2 separate regions of the Lactuca sativa genome follow, and region 2 is linked to region 1. Evidence: chromatin contacts called from public Hi-C data. All regions are on one chromosome and are shown on one strand. Each heading gives the region's core, a stretch centred on a gene start, on an enhancer-like site or on the middle of the called end of the contact. The rest is flanking DNA. Distances are from core to core; before and after follow the strand shown. Region 1 holds the start of LOC111885451 (protein transport protein SEC23). Region 2 holds the start of LOC111885454 (magnesium transporter MRS2-I).

What was found. A called contact is a pair of places that touch in the nucleus more often than the background predicts.
Region 2: a contact with region 1 is called in a Hi-C map of leaf, with 6 times the contacts expected there. The contact joins the promoter of LOC111885454 here to the promoter of LOC111885451 in region 1. A contact is called at or near these places in 3 of 4 Hi-C or Micro-C datasets (bud and leaf).

What each region holds. Positions count from the first base shown.
Region 1 is chr5:171,230,659-171,237,677 of Lsat_Salinas_v11, forward strand. It overlaps LOC111885451 (protein transport protein SEC23), which reads left to right and starts at 5,241. Exons shown (of 2, transcript XM_023881705.3): 1 at 5,241-6,114; 2 at 6,686-7,019. The coding sequence starts at 5,392.
Region 2 is chr5:171,415,998-171,423,303 of Lsat_Salinas_v11, forward strand. It overlaps LOC111885454 (magnesium transporter MRS2-I), which reads left to right and starts at 3,741. Exons shown (of 11, transcript XM_023881708.2): 1 at 3,741-4,295; 2 at 4,887-4,916; 3 at 5,007-5,139; 4 at 5,238-5,359; 5 at 5,977-6,051; 6 at 6,277-6,507; 7 at 6,586-6,630; 8 at 7,191-7,235. The coding sequence starts at 4,023.

The DNA of each region.
Region 1 (7,019 bases), core at 3,991-6,490:
GTTTCATATTCAATGACTTACAGTCTCCCGAAGTTGGAATATCATACGAAAATTTCAACACATTAAGTAATACGTAATTACCAAAAAATTCCGGTTTTTTCTGGTTTTCTGGTTCTAAACTCACTTTATCTGGTTCCAACCTATACACTTTGATGTTTCTGGATTTTTCAGTTCTAGACCCACTTTATCCAGTACCGTATCCAGAACCGAACCAGAACCGATATCTACCGGTATGGTTTCCGGTTCCAGGTCCATCCGATCCGAGTTTTGACCCACTTTCATCCTTAGTTTCTATCATCTTACCTCCCCTCTTACCCATTCTTATGGGAATAAGTTGGTAGTCTACGTAAAAATCAAATGTTCATTTATATTTTACATCTTAGTTTTATTTTATATCTAATCGGTTAAATCATAATCTTTTTTTTTTCTTTTGAATAATCAAAATCCACTAAAACGTATACAATCTTTTAGTATCAATGTCATTTTCTCTAACTAAATAAGTTGTAATCATAATAAAACTGTTTTTTTAATAATATTTGCAAATTAATTGTTTATAAAGTTAAAAAAGTAAAATATATGCAAGTCTAACTTATTCCGACTTAACATTTATTGAAAAATATTCGTTTTTAACCTAGAACCCCACTAATCCATCTAATTGCCACATTTGATAATACGATTGATATATTTATATATATGTAATAAAACAACCGATAAATATCTTTGTTCATCTATACGATTAAAAATGCAAACCATTTATTTGTGTTAGAAAGTATAAATTCTCATCATACGGTGTATTTTTTAAGGCTAAGTTTTGACGTCCATGTTAACCAACTATTTATCTTTTTGTGTGCACCGTTCCCATGGTGTGTGATGTCTTTGTGGAGTGGTGACAGATGTTGCCCTTGAGGCCTTAATATCCAACGATACCGTTTAATATATCAATTTTTTTTTTCCAAAATAAACTCTGTAACATACCAAACATCTACCATTTCTATTTCACACTTCATCCAACTTTCTCTCTTAAGCCCTACCAATTTCTCACAAATGGAACCAAACTAAACCACCCCACCATCAAATAAAAATTGCTTCACATCTTTAACAGCACCAAGATTCGATAATTCCTTCATGCTAAATAACTCATCACCATCATTTTATCACTAAGTTATATGCATCTCGTCCATTCACCTCAACTTAGTTTTACCAACTTGTTCAATTCACCTAAATAATTTATCTAAAATGCAACATTTCCAAACCCCACCCCTATGCATTATTTCCAACTTGAATGTCCCTGATATACAACCTAAATAAGTTTCTGAAACACAAACCGAACCACCACAAATTTAAGAGCTCTAAAAATACAAAGAAACAACATGAGAAATTAATGAAAAGGGGAAAGCGGAATTGTGTCGTGCAGAGTCAACATTTTCTTAGGATAGTGTTGGATCATGTTGTTGATTTCGATATATCGAAATACATAAGCAACAAAAGCAATTTAGCATAACATTATGATTGAACCATAGATCATTGTTCAATAACAAATGCCAACTAACTATCTACAAGGGGGTTTATGAAGAATACATTTATGATGTCAAGAAGATGAATGATCTAAAATAGAATCTCTCTAATATAATCACACCCCTTGACTATAAACAAGCAAGACCTTCAAGTCATTTTTCCTTTGGTGGTGAAGCAAAAACAAAACCAACACTAATAGAGGGTTTTTGTGCTATCAAATAGAGATATGAGAGGGAGAAGAGGTGGATAATGAATTTATTAGGGTTTTTCTTGCACGGAGACTCCTTTTGGTCTTGCCTCAACACGAATAGCCTTTCTTAGCTTTTAAAATTTGATCGGTAACATTAGCATTATACAAACCTTTTAGTTATTATTGCATAATTAGTCTTCTTAATTAATTTCTAGTTATTTCTTTGATGAATCAATAAATAAAAAATTAATTCCACATGATTAATTAGTAATTAACTTCTAGTTAATTTGTAGGGGTGAGCATAGGTTAGTTTTGGGGCAAAACTGAACTGTTAATTTCGGTTTTTAGTTTTTAGAACCCATTGGGTTCAGTTTCTTGGTTTATTGGGTTTTCGGGTTCAACCCATAGGTTTATGGTTTTGGGGTTTAAACCCGTGAGTTTTGGGTTTAACCCATTTCCCAGCAAATGTAAACAAAATAAATTAGGTCCATTTTCTAATATTCCAACCATTTAGAACCAATCGAAAACAACACAAACCAATTTAATAATTCAAGGAAGTATTAAAACTACTAAGTTTATATGTTTACAACCAAAAAATGAACACACCATCAAATTAAAACAACAACATTCCATTACAATCAAACATGAAAACACCATAAAAATACCAATCTTCAATCTTTACTTACTAAGTTAGGTTCCATATTTTGTTTTTTTCTTTTAATTTTTTAAAGTACATATTAAATATAAAATAATTAGAATTATATATTATGGGTCGGTTTCGGGTTTGGGTCGATTTCATAACCAAAAATCGAAACCGAAGATGATTTTTCATCTTGTGAAGTCTAATCACTAGTTTTGGTTTGGTTTTTGTTTCTACGGTTTCATCAATTTTCATCGGTTTACGGTATTTGGGCTTGGTTTTACTCACCTCTAGTTATTTGACAAATAAAATATTAATTAATTAATTTAATTATATTTTATTCTAGTTGAGCCACCTTTGTAGCCCAAATAGGGTCATGCAATTAATCATCATTTAATTAGCATGTTATGTCGACAGACATACCTCCAATAGATATAGATAGCTCGATCAAGAATGCTAAAACATGTGTTTTTAAGGCATTTTATGGCCCAATTCTATAACCCAATGGGTTACAAATACTAGATTGATGATCGGTATTTTTATGTTCAGTGAATTGAAACAGAATATCAACAATTTTAACAATATTTACAACTTAGTAACGCAAACAAAGTAGTGTCAACGACATGAACATTTACAAATGACACTCGAGTAGTATCATATTAAAAAGTTTGGGAAGTCGTTTAGCCACCACAAAGGTTGGTATATAATATGAAATTGTAGACCAGGGCTCTATCGATGTTGGATGAAAAACATGAGGCTTTAAAAGGTCAAAGCCATCTAAATCCAAAGATTACACACACAACATCGGACACATGTTTTCATATCAAACTTAATGACAAAGACGACGACCTCACATCAAAACAACCTCCACCCCAATTTGAAGGGATAAAATAAAAGAGTTGCATCATTTTCTTTTAATAACTTTTCGAAGAATATAAAAATAGGCGAATACTTAATTGTACCGCAAGAAAATATTATGATGCAAAAACCAAAAGGTAGAATTAGAATTCCTTGTAAGGGAGATAGATGATTTGGAAGTCGATGACCTTCGAACGATACTAGATTTGAAAAAAATAACGTTAGAGATAAATATTTGTAATTTTTATATTATTTTTATGGGATATATACAGTAAAGTCCCAATATTTTCATCGATTTGAAAAGAAAGTCCTAAACTTTATTTTTTTGACAGTAAGTCCAAATTACCGGCAGTTTTTGACATTTTTACCCTTTTTCCCCGGTTAACCGGTAATTAGGACTTTTTTGTCAACAAAATAAAGTTTAGGACTTTCTTGTCAAATCGTCAATTAGGACTTTACTGTCAAAAAAATAAACTTTATGACTTTTTTGTCAAATCGTTCAAAATATTGGGACTTTAGTGAATATATAATTTTTTTTGTTAGAAATTTAATGGTATGATACTCTTTAAGCATAAGAGTTATTGAAACCTTCTCTAATCAGCTAGATCCTATTGAAATCCTTTACGTTTGCTTCTTGTTAAATCGTTTTTTTAATCTCAACGAACCGACATTGAAAAAAATTGAGATAATCAAGAAAGAAAGAAAGAAGCAGGGTTGTGTTGGCTTTTTGCAGTCTCAAAAATGGAGAAATAAGAAACCGAAAAAAATGAAATTGCCCTTCTTTCCCTTCTCCACATTCACACCCTTTTGACTAGGCATGTGTTGTTTGTGTTTGTATAAAGCTAAGACAATTTTGTTTTTTTAGGTTTCTAATTTCTCCATTTTTGAGACTGCAAAAAGCCAACACAACCCTGCTTCTTTCTTTCTTTCTTGATTATCTCAATTTTTTTCAATGTCGGTTCGTTGAGATTAAAAAAACGATTTAACAAGAAGCAAACGTAAAGGATTTCAATAGGATCTAGCTGATTAGAGAAGGTTTCAATAACTCTTATGCTTAAAGAGTATCATACCATTAAATTTCTAACCAAAAAAATTATATATACACTAAAGTCCCAATATTTTCAACGATTTGACAAAAAAGTCCTAAACTTTATTTTTTTGACAGTAAAGTCCTAATTGACGATTTGACAAGAAAATCCTAAACTTTATTTTTTTTGGCAAAAAAATCCTAATTACCGGCTAACCGGGAAAAAAAGGTAAAAGTGTCAAAAACTGCCGGTAATTTGGACTTTACTGTCAAAAAAATAAAGTTTAGGACTTTCTTGTCAAATCGATAAAAATATTGGGACTTTACTGTATATATCCCTATTTTTATTCAATAAATAATATTTGTATTAAAAATAATAATTTTTTTTATGGTGTGGTGAGGGCATCCACAATCCATTTGAACTTTATAAAGTTCAATGTATTGTCATATCATACATTAAATATCTATACAACGCCACTCACAATCCATTAAACACCTATTTAATCCTAATCATCATTTTATTATTTCTATTGAACAATTCAATGATCATTTAACTCTTCTATTCAACTCTATCTCATATTATTACCCACATTCCATTCAACTCTTATTCAATCCTAATCATCACCCTATTCAACTCTTATATTACTTTCATTGTGGATGACATGGAACAGTGAGCAATGCATACTTATTCATTCCATGAGTAGTATAACAATCAATTTTGTAGAACAATGATATATATATATATATATATATATATATATATATATATATATATATATATATATATATATATATATATATATATATATATATATATATATATATATATATATATATTTTCCTAGAAAAATTTTATAATTAGTTTTATAACATATATAGGCTAGTAATCCTAATTAAAATGTGTAAAACACTAAAACTACAATGGCTTTTCATATAATCCTAATTAAAATGTGTTAAAATATGATGAAAACTTGAAAACTCTTCAAAAAAAAAAAAAAAAAGGCACGTGACATCACGTGTATCACTTTTCCTCTCCTCGGAATCGTCATCTATGCTGCCCAGTGTTTCCTGAAATAATCATAAACTTGGATGAAACCCTTCGATCCAAGAAAGTAATCTTGATGGCGAACGCAACTCCGACTTAGTTTCAAGCTAATCAAAATGGATTTCGTCGAATTGGAAGCAATCGAAGGCCTACGATGGTCATGGAATTCATGGCCAGTATCAAGAACCGAATCAAACGATCTGGTAATCCCTTTGTCCATAATGCAAACTCCATTGATGAAATTCAACGAACTTCCACTCCTATCCTACGATCCATTGATCTGTTCTCGATGTGGCTCCGTCTTAAACCCGTACGCTCGTGTCGATTACCCTTCTCGAATCTGGATTTGCCCTTTTTGCTATCAGAAGAATTCATTTCCAAGATCGTACGCCGAAATCGGCGAGAACAATATTCCTGCTGAGCTTTTCCCAACTTACAGTACTGTTGAATACCAATTAGGTCACCAGGGTTTGATGACTCCGACCCGGATGAATTCCAATCCGGTTCACAATTGGGGAACTAGTAACGGATCAGGGTTGGCTAAATCGAATTCGTCCTCGTTTTCTTCGTCTTCGTTGTCGAGTTTAGATCAACGAGGGTTAACAGGGAGGGGAATAGGGATTGGGCCGGCGTTTGTTTTTGTCGTGGATGGTAGTTCAAGTGAGGATGAACTTAAAGCACTTAAGAATGAGTTGCTGTTGATTGTTGCACAGCTGCCGGAAAATGCCATGGTAGGGTTGATTGTTTTTGATTCAATGGTGAGGGTGTATGATCTTGGGTTTACTGAGTGTTTACGGGTGGTTGTCTTACATGGTGAACGCAAGCCTTCTTCTAGCCAGGTATTACAAATTCGTTTCTTTTCTGTTCATCTTCATCTTCATCTTGCTGTGAATTATGAGTACATACTCTCGTGTAGCTAGAAACTTCCTGAAAAATGAAAAAAAAATCCACAAATTGATTATATAGTTCTTATTAGGATGCCCAATAATTCTTTAATTTGCAAGTATATCAACCTGTAACTTAGTTCATTATACTGTTGCATTTTTTTTCTTCCTTTTTGATTATTTATTGTTCCCAAAACTTTGAGAAAAGTTTCTTTATAATTCACAATTTTCATGCCATTTCTTTTTGACTTAATGGACTTGATGGGGAGAAAACAAGTTATTACATATTACTCACCAAACCACATGAATATTGATGAGATAGCTTAATGCCTTACATTTTCCTCTCATTAACATAATCAGTAAAAGATTTGAATGCAAGAAGAAGCATATACTTTCATTTCTTCTTATTACAACATTGTACTTGTTAAAATCCACTCCTACTTATAGCAATGTCATCTAAATACAAAGCAATTTACATTCTTACACTTTCTTACACTTTCTAACATTTTATTTTTTTCATTATCAGATCATAGAGTTTCTCGGAATCCATCCCACAAGACAACAACTTGGAAAACCACAAAATACACAAAAACACAATTTCATTTTACCAATTTCCGAATGTGAATTCAACATCACCACCGCCATCGAAGACATCCGCCACTCACCACCACCATCCTCCGGCCACCGCCCTCCCCGGTGTACCGGAGCCGCGATACTAGTTGCCATAGCCCTTCTAGAAGGTTCTCTAGTCCCCACCGGGTCCCGCATCATGGTATTCACATCCGGGCCCGCAACCATCGGTCCCGGCACAATCGTATCCCAAGATCTCAACCAATCAATCCGGACCCACCGAGACATCA
Region 2 (7,306 bases), core at 2,491-4,990, 180 kb after region 1:
GTTCACAATATGATTGGTCGTTAACCATTGACTTTGAATCTGATCGTAACTTTTTTGATCAATTGACTTTTGGGTCAAACTTGGATATTTTGAGCTTTAGACGAAGATTTAACTTGGATGATCGTGAGACGGAGTGGGTACCCGAGTCTTTGATAGCCTAGTTTCTTCGACGGAGAGCATATAACACATCTCGGAAAGAGTGAGGAATGGTCTTGTGAACCAGATGATACTCGCAACATTATCGAATTTGCTAGGCAATCCATTAAGGGCGTGCATGACAATGTTTTTTTCTTTGACCGGTTCCCCACGCCCTTCAAACAAATCAACCAATTTCTTTACTTTGTCACAATAGGCATGAACCGAGAGATATCCCAAAGACAATTAGCGTGTCACGACACGATTTTGAGAGTAATCCTGACTACTTTTTCGTTTTGTGGATCACAACGTGAATGGTCAAGGTTCACAATATGATTGGTCGTTAACCATTGACTTTGACTCTGATCGTAACTTTTTCGATCAATTGACTTTTGGGTCAAACTTGGATATTTTGAGCTTTAGACTGAGATTTAACTTGGATGATCGTGAGACGGAGGGGGTACCCGAGTCGTTGATAGCCTAGTTTCTTCAACGGAGAGCATATAACACATCTCGGAAAGAGTGAGGAATGGTTTTGTGAACCAGATGATACTCGCAACATTATCGAATTTGCTAGGCAATCCATTAAGGGCATACATGACAATGTTTCTTTCTTTGATCGGTTCCCCATGCCCTTCAAGCAAATCAACCAATTTCATTACTTTGTCACAATAGGCATGAACCGAGAGATATCCCATAGACATGTTCCTGAGTTTAGTTTCAAGTTGCATAATAGTGGATTCAATATTATCATAGAAAATAGAGTGTAGATTAAGCCACACTTTATGAGCAATAGCCTTGGTAGAGTAGGAAGACGTGATTAGACTTTAGGAGATGGATCCAAAGAGCCACAATTTTACCATGAAGCCAAGTTGCTCATATTCAGAATTTGTTGGTGGCTTACTGGGTGAGTTGTATGAATCATCAATCTGATCCAAAACATCATAAGCAATGCAGTGAGCTTTGAAGAGATCGCTCCAAGGCTCATAGTTGCGCGTTGAGAGATCTAGAATGAAAGGCATGTATGTTTTGATGTTGGTGATTCCATACGCTTTGTGAGTGGGTTTCATGAGGGTTGTTGCTTTCACTAGTTCCTGTCATTGATGGAGATCGATGGAGAAGAAAAGAATGAAGGCGAAAGAAGAAGAAAGAAAGCGTCGACTGATGAGGGGGTCGACAAACAGAAGGATCGACTAGGGTTTAGAATAATCAACCTAATACCATGCTAAGAGATAATTTCCCATGAATTGAGATGTATTACTGAATACATATAAATGCATACAAGGAGTACAATTGGTCAATGTAAAGAGGACCAACACAAAAGAGCTAAGTAAGTAATGGGCTAACTAATATTCTATACAATAATACAATAAACATGAGTCCGCTAACAGTGACAAAAATGTGACTGACTTATCCCTTCAAAACTTAAAAAATAACTTAATCGACCCAACAAATACGAGTTCGTTCTCTCGTAAAGCCATGTAAATAGTGTATGGACTAAAATGACCAACACTAGAAAGTTAAAAGGACATTTGTATCATTTTCCCTTAAACGAATGATGTTATTTTTAATAAATTTAATAAAATATTTGCTTAAAATTACCGGATACATCGTACATGGTCCATTATTCCATATTCCATGTTGATATATTATTTAACTTTTCTTTGAAGCCCTTCAAATGCATTTAAATCATATTTTTTTTTGTCACCCGCATGTTAAAGTTCAATTAATTTTTAAGTAAGATTCCATCTTTTTTATAGTTCAGTTTTACATCTTGTCAAATAATAGGAGGTTCATATTTTTTTTATCGGCGAACCTTGTAATAAATTTCCATCATATAACTTTTTAAGCAATTAATAGAAAAAATAGCATATTTCTATTTTTAATTTTGGCAAAAAATTTGTGTAGAATTGAAGAAAATAAAGTAATATTTTGGGTATAAAGAAAAACAATTATTTTAACAAATAAAGGCAAACGAATTTATTCGTGAATAGGATGGGCGTTACTTCAAATTTCGTCCAATCGTTTGCGCATTTTCCCAAAAAGGAAATTTAGAGAAAAGAAAGAATATTAAAAGCAAAAGACAACAAAATTGTATCTATATTTGAAAAATATTAACTTAATATTAAATATATTTGGATAATAATAAAATACGTATAATTGTATAAATCCAATTAATTTCTTGAGTCTACTGAATTTTCTATATAATGTTTATTTAAAATAATTTATCATGCGTATCACATATCAAGATTAATTGGAGATTAATTGTTAGGCTAGCATTTCGGATAATGATTACTAGTATTAAAAATATTATTTTTGGTGAAAAACTATTTGAAAAGAAAAATTATCTGTTTTGGACAATAAAATAAAAATGTTAATGGAATGCTTAAAAAATAGAAGAATCAATTACTTTGGCCTTTATAGTATTGTTCATATTTTCTTTTTATTACACATACAGTCCCTAAATTAAAAATACTTAAACCAAGCATTACATCTACATGATCATTTAAAAAAACAATAATTCCTTTTTTTTTTTTTTTTTTTTAAATAAAACAATAATTGATTTGATAATCTTCCTTGGATGTTTTTGGAAACATTTGGCAGAAAATTTGGTACTTTTCTAAGGAAGTGGTTAACCAATTCCTTTTTGGTGTTTTTTATGCCTTTTAGTCGCTTTTTAAAGTAACTTTGAAAATATTCCCTGTAATATATTATGATTGTCTAATTTAGTCCAATGATTTTAGTTTTTGCATTTTTCTGTCTTGTTGTATAAAGGACTTAAAAGAATAGTCCATCTTGTTATAAACATAACCACACAATTGTAACGAAGATACATATTTTGAATGTTTAAATTAAAATAATAAATAAAACTTTGTCCCTAAAAGTAAACTTCATACTAAATTTATAATGTTGGTGGATGTTTGATAGTGAATTGTTTGGTTAGACTGATTTAGATAAGGTTTAATCGATGTTGATCAATGTTATAAGACTAAATTGGAGACTTCTATTTGCTATATCAAACGATCTAAATTTGACTAAATCAGACATAACATTTTACCAGACCCGATAAAAAAACATATCGAACAACCCATAAAACAACCCTACCAAATCCCTCTTTTGCTGAATTAACCTTTCTATTATTGATTTTTTTAATTATTATTTTGATGAAAAACCTCACTTTGGTGCCATTTTAACATAAAACAAGTCGTCATAAGTCCAAAATTACAAAAAAGAAAAATGGGAAAAATATAATAGAGAAAACAAAAAAGCTAAGCTAGTGTATCGAAAATTACGGTTATGCCCTTACACATTGTAACAAAAATGGGTCAATAGAGTGGAGATGTTCACGATTTTGCTAAATTATCTTCAATTACTTTGTAACAAAAAGGGGTCAACATAGTTGGAGATGAGGACGATTTTGCTAACTAATTTTCAGACTTGAGTGATAGGAAACAAATAAACAACAGAAAGTTAAGGGTAGTTTCGTAATTTTATTAAATAGAGAAAATGAGAAATTTACAATTCAGTCCAAAGTCTTTGAAAAATGGATGCTTGAAGAGTAATAAATGATTATTTAATGCTGAAAAAAAAACAATAAAAAAAGAAAAGGGATCTCAGAAGCATGTCAGCATATTTAGGGGGAGGCATGAAATCTGAGACTTCTGTTCTCTAATCAACCAAATTTTTCGAAAAAATGTGATCTCTCTCGATCTTTTTTTGTTTGTTTAGAAACCCTAATTTGTTTGCTAAATTGATTAGGGTTTTGTTTTTACGCGCATATATTTGTTCCAACAGTGGTGTGGTGAGAGGTTCATGCAAACAATACAACACCGTTTCCAGGAATTTGTAAAAAAATCAGTGTTTAATTTTGGGGATGATTGTTAGAGATGACTCGAGACGTGTTAGTGGTGCAGCCGGAGACCGAAACGACGTCGGGAGATGGTGGCGTTGGTATGCTGGTGAAGAAGAAGGGGACAGCGAGTGCCAGGAGTTGGATATCGATCGATTCTGACGTGAATGAAACGATTATGGATATCGATAAGTACGCAATCATGCACAGAGTTCAGATTCATGCTCGTGATCTTCGGATTCTTGATCCTCTTCTATCTTATCCTTCAACAATTTTAGGCCGTGAAAGGGCAATCGTTCTCAACTTGGAAGTGAGTTCATCATTACTATCATTACTATTTTGATTCATGTTATCTTCCTTTATTGTTTTTTAATCCAGAGTATCTATAAATTAATAATGATTTTTGTTATCTTCCATAGAATAGTTTCAATTTCAATAAATATATCAACCGTGTAAGTATTCAGAGATTTTTGTCATCATGCCAGAGTTTCTGGAAAATTATACATGCTATAATTTGGTTTTGAAATTTGTCTTATTGCATGGCATCATATAACATGAATTTGTAGTCAAGCACATCTTCAAACTATCTTTTCGATGTTAAACCTCACTTTCTAATATTTTTGACTCAAAAATTCAGTTTAATTTTTGTCTTTAAACACTATTTTTGTATATAGAGTTCTTTAGTTATAGTGCTTCCTTCTATTCTAATTAATAGATACATCAAAAATTTCACCAAATAGTTAAACCTATGCCTTAAACAACCACAAAGCAAATTGTCATAAAACAGAATACATGTTCTGTTTTGTATGTAGTGCTATAAACAGGAATCCATCATCAAGATTTCATCAAAGCAAATTGGTTTATCTACTAATATTTCTGTCGATTTGTTGGTTTTTGGCAGCATATCAAGGCTATTATCACTGCTGAAGAGGTTTGGATTTCTTTCCTTTTTCCCCTTATTATATCCCTTTCAAATCTTCTATCCAAATTTCTTCTTACATGCATTTGGAACTTTGAACAGGTGTTGCTTCGAGATCCTTCAGATGATAATGTAATACCAGTTGTTGAGGAACTAAGAAGGAGATTACCTGTCCTAAATGCCCATCATGGAGAACTGAATGGACAGCATGATGTTGAAACTGGTGAAGAAGATGGTATGATATTAAGTCCCAAAAGGGACCTTATTGTCTTTTTGCATTATCTTGTGTTTTGAAAGAAATGGATTTCATTTGTTTCTTTAATATAAATGCAGAATCTCCATTTGAATTCAGAGCACTAGAGGTTTTTCTAGAGGCCATTTGCAGCTTTCATGCTGCTCGTACTACAGAGTTAGAAACTGATGCTTATCCAGCCTTAGATGAGCTTACATCAAAGGTATCTTTTGGCTTATAAACAAGAAATACCAATGAACTTTCATTTTTTTTTCCTATAACAATATTATACTTAAAAAAAATCTATCAAGTTGTTGCAATGTCATGCATACACATCAACTTTCATTGTTATAATTGGATAAATTTTTTCATTTTCCAAAATATAATGTCTTAATAGGGAAAAGTTGAAAAAAAATTGAAAGAATGATGTTGTAATACAAAGGGTATAATATACAAATACATGAAAGTACATTGCTATTCTTGTATTTTGCCTTTAAATTTTTTAGTATATGAAGAAAATACTTATGTAAACAATTTTATACAAGAGGGTGATCCTTGAGTTATAACTAGGGTTAAATGCACATAATAGCAATGTATTTGGGGTCAATTGTCATATTAGTTAAATCTACTTCTTTCTTTTTTTTTTTTTTTTTTTTTTTTTTTTTAATGCAAAACAACAATGCCACTTTTTATTAAATAAATCATGAAATGAATTATAATGTCAAATTTGACTCTATATTGTTAACTATATGCCCAATTTCCATTGAATTCGAAATATATATATATTTTTTTATTTTCGTATTTTATGTAATTGTTTTATGATTTTTTATTAATTGGCAGATTAGTAGCCGTAACTTGGATCGTGTTCGTAAACTAAAAAGTGCAATGACAAGGTTGACTGCTCGTGTTCAAAAGGTATATATACATATACATGATGTTTGAAGGGCATTTATGTCTTTTTACACAGAGAAGACATTGTTTTGTTCCACCTGACAAAAAGCTGCAACTTTTGTCTTATTGACATGAATTCCAATCCTGGTCCATTACATCCCAAACACAGGCTGTATTGTTCTGTTCTGTCATGTCATGTCATGTCATGTCATGTCATGTCCTGTTCTGACTATATGTGGTTTATTGCAGGTGAGAGATGAACTTGAGCGACTTTTGGACGATGATGATGACATGGCGGATCTGTACTTATCGAGGAAATTATCCTCCGCATCACCAGTGAGTGATTCAGGTGGAGGTGCAGCTGGTTGGTTTCATGGATCGCCAACCATTGGTTCAAAGATATCTAGGGCTAGCAGGGCGAGTGTGATGACTGTTCATGGAGATGAAAATGATGTTGAGGAGCTCGAGATGCTTCTAGAGGTTTCAATTTTTACATCTTTTTTATTTATTTATTTCATTTTATGTTTATATTGGTTTTGTTTTTTCGATTTCTTTCAGGCATACTTTATGCAGATTGATGGAACTTTGAACAAGTTAATGAGTGTGAGTCATGTTAATTCTTTACTTTTTTTGTTCTATCGATTTTTAGCCAATTAATTATTTTCTGTTACCCTTAAAAACCATCTTTTCTATCTGTTTTGGAAAACAAAAAGCAAAATGTAGGTTCTATTTGGGTTAAATGCAAGAAAGAGCAATGTAGTTTTTTTATATGTGTCCGTATTATAGCATGCTACTTTTATTTTGTATTTTCAAGGTTTTTTCTTATTAAGGCATTGTTACTTTGGAAAATCTACCCAATTATAAGCATTGTACTTTTATTTATTTTTATTATAAAAGTGAAAATTGCTTTGTATCTAGATGGCTTTGCAAGAATTTTGTATGTTTTTCAAACTACAATGCTATAATAGGAAGAAATGTAATAAACAAATTAAAAAAAGATGTGTTCTTAATAAAACTATTTGTGATTTTGACTAATTTTGATCCATAAAATTTCATGGTTCATGGATAGGTGTTTTAGATATTGTATAATTGTTGCCACTTTTGTTTAAACAACCAGACATTATTATTATTATTATTAACTCCGTGACAAATAAAATCTGCAGTTGCGTGAATATATTGATGATACGGAAGATTACATCAACATTCAGGTATGCAAAAAGCAATAAATTTTTAATTTCTTCAATTAATTTACAATTAATTTATGAAATTGTTTGTACTG